Linked DNA regions of Gossypium hirsutum: region 1 is linked to region 2. A link is a contact called in public Hi-C data. All regions are on one chromosome and are shown on one strand. The core of a region is the stretch at or near the end of the contact, and the rest is flanking DNA. Distances in the headings are between cores, read along the strand shown.

Evidence for each region. Hi-C and Micro-C count contacts between places; a contact is called where the count stands out from the background.
Region 1: a contact with region 2 is called in a Hi-C map of leaf, with 1.9 times the contacts expected there. The contact joins the promoter of LOC121224634 here to the promoter of LOC107953434 in region 2. A contact is called at or near these places in 6 of 34 Hi-C or Micro-C datasets (leaf and seedling).

What each region holds. Positions count from the first base shown.
Region 1 is chrD12:3,847,658-3,853,127 of Gossypium_hirsutum_v2.1, forward strand. LOC121224634 reads right to left here and starts at 1,368. Exons shown (of 5, transcript XM_041108251.1): 1 at 880-1,368; 2 at 711-790. The coding sequence starts at 1,111.
Region 2 is chrD12:3,711,201-3,715,896 of Gossypium_hirsutum_v2.1, forward strand. It overlaps LOC107953434 (protein NONRESPONDING TO OXYLIPINS 2, mitochondrial), which reads right to left and starts at 2,365. Exons shown (of 3, transcript XM_016888742.2): 1 at 2,124-2,365; 2 at 1,937-2,055; 3 at 1,100-1,463. The coding sequence starts at 2,248. The coding sequence ends at 1,444. It also overlaps the pseudogene LOC107953432 and the pseudogene LOC107955939.

The DNA of each region.
Region 1 (5,470 bases), core at 118-2,617, 140 kb after region 2:
CCAAATAATTTTGACTCTCAAAGCTATATTGGAACTAGGGGCATGCAAAGGAAACACTACCCTAAGGTTTAATTCAATTATAATGTATAAATGCCAAAACCAACAGATAATTGTGTACTCTAACTAGCATATCCCGTTGAAAAATTAAAAACAATCTGTTCATATTGATCATCTTAAACCTTTAAATAGCTAAAACAGTGAACCATCTTGACATTTGACAGAATATTCGAAAGGCTATGGACCAACGAGGGTTCTTTTATACATGTATACCAAAAAAAAAAGACATGCACTTTTTGCGCCTTGGAGGGTTTATTCCTTGCACCATTGACGACACTGACATTGATCAATTTAAAACTTTAGGTGCAAATAGGAGATCAAATCATGGTTCAAGATTTTAGTTGGTCAATGTTGTTGATTTATATTTGAAGTTTGGACGTACCCTATAAATGCTATTAAAAGTTCTAGAAATGAAACTAACCAACCTCTATTTTGCATTATGCACCTAAACATATGTAGATATTACAATTGATTCCATGGAAATTGTCAGTAATCCGAATATATCAATGTACTCATCTATGGAAATAATAGACACAACGATGGATGGCTCAATAATCAACCTAAGTTAAAATGTCCACACAACAGACATAATGATCTCGCAATAACAATTCCATACTAATGATGCAAATGATAATAAAAGATGAAGAACTAACCATGGCAACCTCAAAAGCCTCGACAGCTAACTTCTCCATAAGAGCTTGACTAGTTTCATAAACCACATCGTTTCTGACACCTATAAAGAAAAAAACCCAGAAAGGAATTTGAGAAATAAGTAAGATAATAATCTAGAAATCGATTATTTTCCATGACATAAGTTATAACTGGAAACAGCATGGACAAGATGGATGGTATCAGCAAGCCTGAGGAAGTGAATAAGAGCCCAATCAAAGGCGTGTTTGCTCTTGGGACCGTGATCAATAGCAATGAGTATATCTCGGCCTCTCCTTCTCTCCCCTGTTTCCCTCTCTAGTGCTGGCTCTGGGACTACTGGGATCAGCGAAGGCAAATTTACTTCTCTGTAATTGTACTCTTCATCTTCCATCACCGTCTCCATTTTCTTGATTAATTCCCAAAATGAAAGAAAATAGAAATCTTGTTTTCGTTTCTGAATTCGGGTTTTCCTGGATTTTGTTTGATTTGCTAGAGTTTCGTTGTTGGAAGAAGATGAGTTGAAATATGAGATCGAACTTTTGAATTGTAGCCGCCATAGACGGGCGCATGAATTACGTGTTTCAATTTTGAAACCGTGTCGTGTGACTAGTCATAGATTAGGCAGGTTTTCCAGTAAGAAAAGTAGCTTGGTACCACCCATGCTTCCCTTGATTATTTATTCTTTTTATAATATATTTAGGGCATGTTTGGAGAGTAAATTAATTAGATGAAAGTGTAATTATTAGTATACTAATTATTAAGGTAGTTTTTGTAATTACGAAGAATTATAATTCTTTAGTCGTGTTTGATTAACAGAGTGTAATTATATCGTAATTTCTCATATAATGTTTGATAGTAAAAGTTGTAATTACAAAGTTATAGCATTTATATTTTTAAAATATTAATTACTATAAAAATTATTAGTATGATAAAAATAATTTTTAAGATAATTTTTTTTAAACAAGTAGCAAAAATTATATGTTATGTTAGTATAAAAAAATAGTTGATAATATGATAACTAATAAAAATAACAAGAAAAGTAAATATCATATGCAATTTTATCTAATTGCTATGGTGCATGTTTATTGGGTTATTCCCTCTTTAATATTTAACATGTACTCCTTATCATTATATGTTGGTCCTTAACCAAGTCATCATCATCTGAATTTGAATCCGCATCATTAAAATTATCAAGATCTCTTTCTTCCATGTACTCTATGCAGTATGGATCGTCTCAATTCCCTCTATGGTTGTAGTTATGAAACATACAACATGCTAGTAAGATTCAACCTTGATTTTTATGCTATACTAAGATAATGTTAATATGAGAAATGTTTTTTAAAACAACAATTGTCTTATCAACTACATTTCGAAACATTGAATGTTTAAAATTAAAGAGCTTGTGAGTTGTCTATGGTGTTTGTGTTTGGCACTGTTTTCTCAAATGGTATCAAACCTCACGATATCGTGCAAGAGAACCTTTTCTATTTTCATAATTAGCATCAACCTTATAATATATGAGTTTATAGTCCAAATTAGATTTGATCATGGGCTGGACCACCCACCTAGGCCCGAAGTTCTGCTCGAAAAGTGGGAGGATTTCGACAAAAATGTAGGCCCAAAAAATGGGCTTGGACAAAAAAGGTTGTTTTTTAAACGGGCTAGGGCTCGGTAGGATTTTTTGGCCCGGGATCGACTCTAATCAGCTTATACTTTTTTTTCTATTGTTGTTTGTTGTTGTTTTGTTGCCATTTCGATATTATATTGCTACTATTTTGTTGTCATTGTTTTGATATTGTATAACTATTGTTTTATTGTTAATTTTGCTACTATTTTAGAGGCACTTGCTTGTTAAGTTGCAACTATCTTAGTATTTTTTTAATTATAGTTTTTTTTAAATGTATTTTCAATTTGTTGAAAAATATTATTTTAATGTTTTTAGTGTATTTAAAATATTATATTTTTTAAATTTGTTTTATATAAAAAACTTAATACAGACGAGTTGGATCAGGCTTGGATTTAGCATTTTTAATTTGGGCCAGACTTGGACAAAATTTTAAGCTCATTTTTTGGGTCAGACCGGGCCCGAGCATAGAAATGGGCCTAAAATTTTACATCGGTCTGGCCCAACCCATGCTAAGGTCTAGTCCAAATAGTTTGTAGCTTTAATTATAAAAATTTATATAACTTAATTTGGAGAAAAACTTATGCTAGGTTAAATCTATTTTTATAATATGTAAATTAAGTAAAAAATAATATAAAATTTATAATATATGATCTTTAGAAAAAAATTTATAAATTGTCCAAAACTTCCATAACACTTCTTATAAATAATATAATTTTTCTATAACTTTAGAAAATTATTTTTTTTCACACCCTAGTTTGGCAAACTGGATTAGTTTGGGAGACTATATCAGTGGTGACCACCTAAGTAGCGAAACTTAGACCGGATGAGGTCGATAACTTCATGGCGGAGTGCTACGAAGAACCTTGCCAACGTTGTGGAGTGTCAGTCCGAGAGATAGCGAGATTATAGTTAGGGCGAGGGCCTTATTAGGCGAACTTTCCCGCTAATAAAATCATCACCTGTGTTTTAGTATTGTTACTTAAGTAAGTACGATGGCTTGTAGGATACGTTTAAGTCATCTGGCCTCTTAGTGGAGGCAACGTCAATAATTAGGACACTTGTAGAGTCTCGTAGGATGTGATTAATTAGTGGAAACGTGTGAGAACGAGTAATGATTAGAGATAATCCTGATTGAGATTTGGACATGGGTTAGCTATAAATAAGATAGTATGGTAGTGAAGAGAAGGTTTTCTAATCCATCTTCTCCACCAGACTTTGCTATCATCGAAGAAACCAGGAGAGTTCTTCTTTGCTAGCAAGGGTGTTAACTATGAAAGTATAAGAGAACGTTAGTGCTAGTTGTCTGCTGGTAAATTCTTAAACTTTCCTTTAAGTTTTGCCAAATAGATAGAAATTGGCTTAAGAAAGAATTGGTAGGATTTCTTTGAATACTAGGTAGGAAGGAAACTCCTATCCATAAATTGTTTGCAAGTCTATAGATTCTTGTTGTATCATAAGTTTTTGGTTATTTTCGATGATTAAAGAAGTTGTTTTATTGTTTAGCTAAAGAAACGGGAGAATGTTCCAATGCTAAAGGAAAAGAACTAGTAGAGTAGATAAAGTTCTAAGTAAAGCATTCTGGTGAGTTCCTCTGTACCTTATGTCTGGTATCTTTGTTAATTTGTTACTCCTAAATTCGTGTCAAAGAGGTCTCATTCCAAGAATCAATGCATACATGGTTAATTACGATTAAACAGGCCCTAAAAACTTGGTATTTATACAGTAAGAATACTCCTTACTTAGTGTACAAGCTCCATATCCAAATGGGTGTAAGAAAGTACCGGAGAGGTATTGTATATAATGATAAAGAAGATACATGGTAATATGATTTGCCTTCGGTATAAGACTTGTTGCAAACCGTGACTGGTGAAAACTGGACCTTGCGGGAGGACACTTATGTGTTTATACAATGAGGGGAGTTAGGATGGTACGGAGGTGATGTTGTTATATAGCTTAGATGAGCGGATTTGAAGATACAAGAAAATTTGGTTCTTCAAGAACCAAGGATAAAAAGCTCACACAAGGAAGGGAGTACGTAGAAAAAAAATAATGCATAGGGTATTGCACGCTGCATGAAAGCATGAACACTAAGCCCGTTTTTCGTAAATGGCAATCCACATAAGTGGCATATTCGCGGAGTAGATGTGCCTGTGATTCTCCTATATGAGTATAGAAACAACGTTGTTCGCCAATCAACTGAGTTGATTTGCGGTATCATCCGCCAATTGATTTGTAAGCCGTAGTAATGTATCCGCCAACCATGGTTAACTAATTGAGTTCCCTTTTCCTTAATGTCTGATAGTAATTAAGGTGAGATTGTTTTTCCCAGAACTCACTAAGTTCTTATGAACTTACCCAATTTCTTCTTCCTTTCAGGTTTTTTAAGTTAAGCGTGGTGATTGAAGGGACACAGCCAAACCTGTTGCCATTTGTGAGCCTTCTTAATTTTTGAGGTAACATGTATTTGTTAGGGGTGTTAGATCACTTATTAGAAACCACCAAGTTGAAATTTTTTAATCTGTATTGAATGATATTTTGGAAACTTTGAATGTTGAAAGGAAGCCTTGATGGCTTAACAAGATTTATGATTCATTGATGTTAATTAAGTTGGCGCAAGAGGGTTATTCTGTGCACTCTTAATGCAGCGGATCTTTTATTCAAAGTTGCGCTTCCAAATATAAGTAAACTTAAACTAAAGGAGTACCACTTTGGAAAAAAAAGGTATCTGCAAAAAAAGGTTAAGGTTCTTTTCTAGACAGAAAAGCTAATAGACGGGTTCTTTAATCGAGTCAACCTGTGACATTCCATTCTCGAATTCAGAGATTGGGTTGGGCGTAGGGTGTCACATTTTTATAAATAAGTTATTGAAAAAAAAAGTATAACATTTTTTTTATAAATAACAATATTATTTTTATAATATATAACATTGATACATAAATAAGTTATGTATGTACTTGGCCATAACTTTTTATAAATAAATATATTATAACACTTTTATAACATGTAAATATATAAATGATTTTTATAATATTTTTTAGGATTTATAATATAAGAATTTTTTTTCCATAATCATCCCAAACACTCATACATGTTCATGCTTATAATATAATTTTTATAACTTGTATAAAAATATAT
Region 2 (4,696 bases), core at 1,115-3,614:
AAAATTATCTAAAACTAAGTTTGTCTTCTAGGCAAAAGTATGGTCTGAACATGTGTTGTCGCCATAATTGAATGATAAATTGCGGGGTACTTAAGGGTAGAGTTATATATATATTCTTACAAGAATAGAGGGTTAAGCCAATTCTTACCATCAGCTTTTTGCCCATTATGGATGGTGAAAATGAGCTGAGTCTTTGTAAACTTTCAGGTGAGAATGAAGCTTGTGAAAGATTGGCTTCCTGTTCTGATCTCATGCAAAGACAGTGTCTCACCTATGCTGCCCAGTCATAAAACACTGTACCTAGTATTGGAGGAGACATTCCTGAGAATTATCTCAACATTGCCAATGTCAGATGCACAAGTTCTGTTGCAACAATGTCTAAGCTTCTCAACCAGGAATGTTGAAGATTGCCCCCACTTGGTCACAGCTTTCAATACTTGGTTCCGCAGGGCAAGTCAACCTCCTCAAATGGAAAATCTTGGTTAAAAAGAATGGTATTTATCAATGGCGATGGCATTGGTTGTAGATACTGCTGCTTATAAAGGGTTTAGTTTTCTCTCAGACTTCTGTGCATATAGTAAACTGGTGAATAATGACGCGAACTGACTACTCTGTGCATAAAACTAGATATTCCCCAATGTGTTAACATATACAAAAAAAAAGAAAAAAGAAGAAGATAATTTAGCTTGAGGCTGCTATGCACCTCTTTTTCCTGGTCTTAAACGTGAAAGTTATTGTTGGCTGGAAAGGAGATAAGATTGTTAAAAATTTTCGGTTACTCGATGACTTATAACCATTCTATGTGTTCAAAGTGAGGTTATAGCTAACAATATTTGAATATTCCACCATGCAAATAGTGGTATGTATAAATTGACTTATCAATCAAAAGTTAAATGCAGGGCTTTATTGATATTTCTCACTGCTGTTCTTTTATTAGTCAAATTACTATCTTGAGTGGTTTGAACAAAAAAAATTACAATGTAAGTCAAAGTGATCTGAAATGAAAATTGATTCAGTAAATAAGAAAAGAAAGCTATGCTATTAGTACACGTGTGTGTGTGTGTGTGTTCATTGTTTTCATGGTTTTTCATGAATTAGGTGCACCTTAAAACATCATATTTTTCTTTTCATGTCCAAATATATATCAAATACATGAATACTTAAAAAAAAAGTTAAGAGCAAGAAAGCTTAGAAGTTCACTTTGTAAATAAAGTAATATGGATTTTGCTTTGGGCAGTGATTCCTCCAAAGCATATAAAAGGTCTAAATCAGATGCATCACAAATCAACAACAAAACCCCCAATATGCTGCAAAGGTAGCTAATCATTTGCTAAGACATTGGAGCTGAAGAAGTTTCAGTTGTCCAGAAATCCCTTGACAGAGCTTTCAAAAACAAAGACCCTATGCTCTTAATGTCCCAGCCCCACAAAGTATCCAGCTTTGTCACAAGGGTGTTGCAAGTCCTATTTCATGAATTAGAAAACCAAGTTAGAAGTAGAACAGCTATGTTTGTACATCAAACAACATGCTTTCATGGATAGTCAAGTTTTATTCCATGACCATTAGAACCCAACATTCTAACAATGCAGATCACACGGTTGTCTTCAAATACTTCAAGCTCACAATCCGAAGCCCATATTATTACTAGAAATTAGTACATATTTTTACATATATAATTCCTCAAAACAATTACAGCTAAGAGCATCGGAAGTCAATTTCTATATAAAGTTCTACTTTGGATTCTTGAATAACGTCAAAGGGAACGTAGGGAAGTGAAGGACAATTCATTCCTAAACTTGCAACAAAAACTATACGGCATTTGAAACTTATACCCAATTGTAGCATAAAAAAACTTGAACCAACAGAACAACTATAACGTTGATGAGACATTGATATATTAAACAATTGTTTCTTTTTAAAGGTAAAGAAGAAAAACCTTGAGAGAGGCAGCTCCAACAGGAGGAATCGACGGCTATGCTTGATTGCAGGCGAGCAGATGCAATGGCACTATGAAGTGGCATCATCGACTCTAATCCTCCCAACGCCGAAACAATCCTTTAAAAAAAAAAAAGAAGTCAAGAATTTGATAAAAAATTTAGATGGAAAAAACAAAAAGCAAGTACCTTGAGGCGCGAGGGAGGGATCTTGTTGAAGGATTTGGGATTAGGCTCTTTACAGTTAGGGTTTTAGACCGAGAAGCTAGGGTCCTCGAGCCAGCCCGCATTGCTGATCCGAAAAACGACGCCATTTCTCGCTGGTTTGGAAATTGGGTGGAGAGTTGAAACAGACACCGGGAGGCTGGCAGTGGTGTCTTCCTTAAACCCTAAAAATATGGGTTCAGAGATTTGAGATCCTGAGCTCCTTCGAAACGACGCCGTTAGGTTGAAATGTTCTTCGTGGGCCAGTGGGCCCTACTTTCTTTGAGCTGGACATTCATAAGTCCATACTAATGTAGCGCAGGATAAAACGACGCCGTAAAAAACTGAAAAGAGAAAATACCCGATTAATGAGGTGGGGAGGAGAAGCTTAGTTACAGTTCCGATCGAGATCAACGCCATCAACAATCAAAATCAATGGCTGCGATATTCGCTCGTAATTCTCTCAATGCTTTCCGAGCTCGACACCTCGTAAGAACTCACTTTCCTCTTCTCCTTTTGATCCATGCCTTAGATTTATATGATCATGGAATTGATTATTCATTAGAATTTGTTCATAGCCAGCGGGAATTAAAATGTTATTTTTCTGGCACCTGATAATGTACAGAAATGAAGTTGTGGAAAAAGGCGAGGCTCATATGTAGATTTAGGTTAGAGACTTTTCCTCTGTTGTATATAATTTTAAAATTTATTCTCTTTTGTTTTACTTCAATTTCCATAAATTAAGCTCTCGTTTTTTCCTGTTTTAATTGCTTTCTCCATCGGCTCAAAAGCTATTAAGTATTAACAGAACCTCACTGATTATTTGTCATCAACGTTGTTATGATTTTTCTGGGACTTGTATTTTTTCTTTTTGGATATTTTACTGATTCTTTTGGATTATGTATTTATAGGCTGTGTCGGGGCAAGCGTTGCAAGGTTTACAAAACTATGGTCTGCAACACAGTTCGCACTCCTATAGCACCAAGAAGGTCTTGCCTTACTCCCTCTTTGATCTTCCTTTTTTTTATAGCTATAGCTATTTTGAAATTGGAAAAGTATTAAGAATTCTATGGAATATGGATGGAAAGTGAAGATTATGAATTATTTTATGTTATTAATGGGGAGATATGTTTTGAGTTTTGGAAGAGCATGCAATGGGAATAAATGCCTTTCAGTTTTCCACCACGGTTCTCCATGGAAATCATAAGAAATGCTTTAACAATTTTCTTCCATGCATGACCATCAATCCTAGTGTTTGATGGGACTTCTATTTTTAAGGCTGTTCTTTTGCTTGATATAAGATGTCTTGGTTCATGTGTGTTTTCATGTGTATTAACTGCAGATGATTTAGAAAGAGAGCAGCTTGCAAAGGAGATTTCTAAGTCTGGAGTTCTGGTAATATAGTGTGCACTGAAATGTTTCTGTCTCTATTACTTGTTAGTAGTTCAATTTTATCTTTTTCAATTAATGTCTTTTTATATTCTTCTCAATGACAGTTTTTAAGCGAAGCATAAACACATTGCTTCTAACTGAAATGGTTAGGGGCCTCATGCTGACTCTCAAGTACTTCTTTGACAGAAAAGTTACAGTAAGTGTCCTCATGATTCTTTTCTTTGAGCTTGCATTGAACATATTATGATACAAACCTGTCTTTCTTGTACAGATTAACTATCCATTTGGGAAGGGTCCATTGAGCCCATGTTTTTGAGGGGAACATGCTCTCCGCCAATATCCAACTGGAGAGGAACGTTGCATTGCCTTTGTGAAGCTGTAAGTTCAACATTATCAGTTACCTATATTACTTTTATTTGGTGGGAATGGTACCACCATGCAGTGATACAATATGGAATGACTATTATCAACCTGGGAGAAAGTATCCCCTGCCCTCTGGTATGGACACCTGACTGGAGTGGGAGTCTGGGGGCTTTACGCCTTTTCGTTTTAGTCTGTATGTGGTCTTAGGCATACTCGCAATTAAATGGGTGTTATGGTCACTGAATTGGTTCACCTGGTAATATGCATAAAAAAAAGTTTACTATATTTGTTATGTGTATTATCTCTATTATACCCTCTAGTTATATAGAAAGGAAGATTAGTGTCTGTTATTGCTTCTCTTGAAGAGTAAGCAATCTGTGAGAAGTTGGACCCGTCAAACTGTTCTTGGGTTTGCTGATTAATTTTCACTAATCCTATCCATTATCAACTCCTGATTAAGCTTCTCTCACTGAATGTGGATTTACTGTTATGATGTTCTCATGTAGTGATAGTGGTTTATCAGATATGCCCAGCGCAAGCAATCACAATAGAGGCTGAGGAAAGGGAGGATGGAAGTCGTCGAACTACAAGGTTCAATCTCTCTTCTCTTTTTTTTCTTTTTCCCTTTTTTCCCCCTCTTTTCTTTTATGGTTGTCTTCTTTGTCTTACATTAGTTCAACTTTGCAGGTATGTATCTACTGTGGACTTTGCCAAGAGGCATGTCCTGTTGATGCAATTGTTGAAGGACCCAACTTTGAATTTGCCACCGAGACTCGTGAGGTTTGTTTTCCTCCAATAAATCA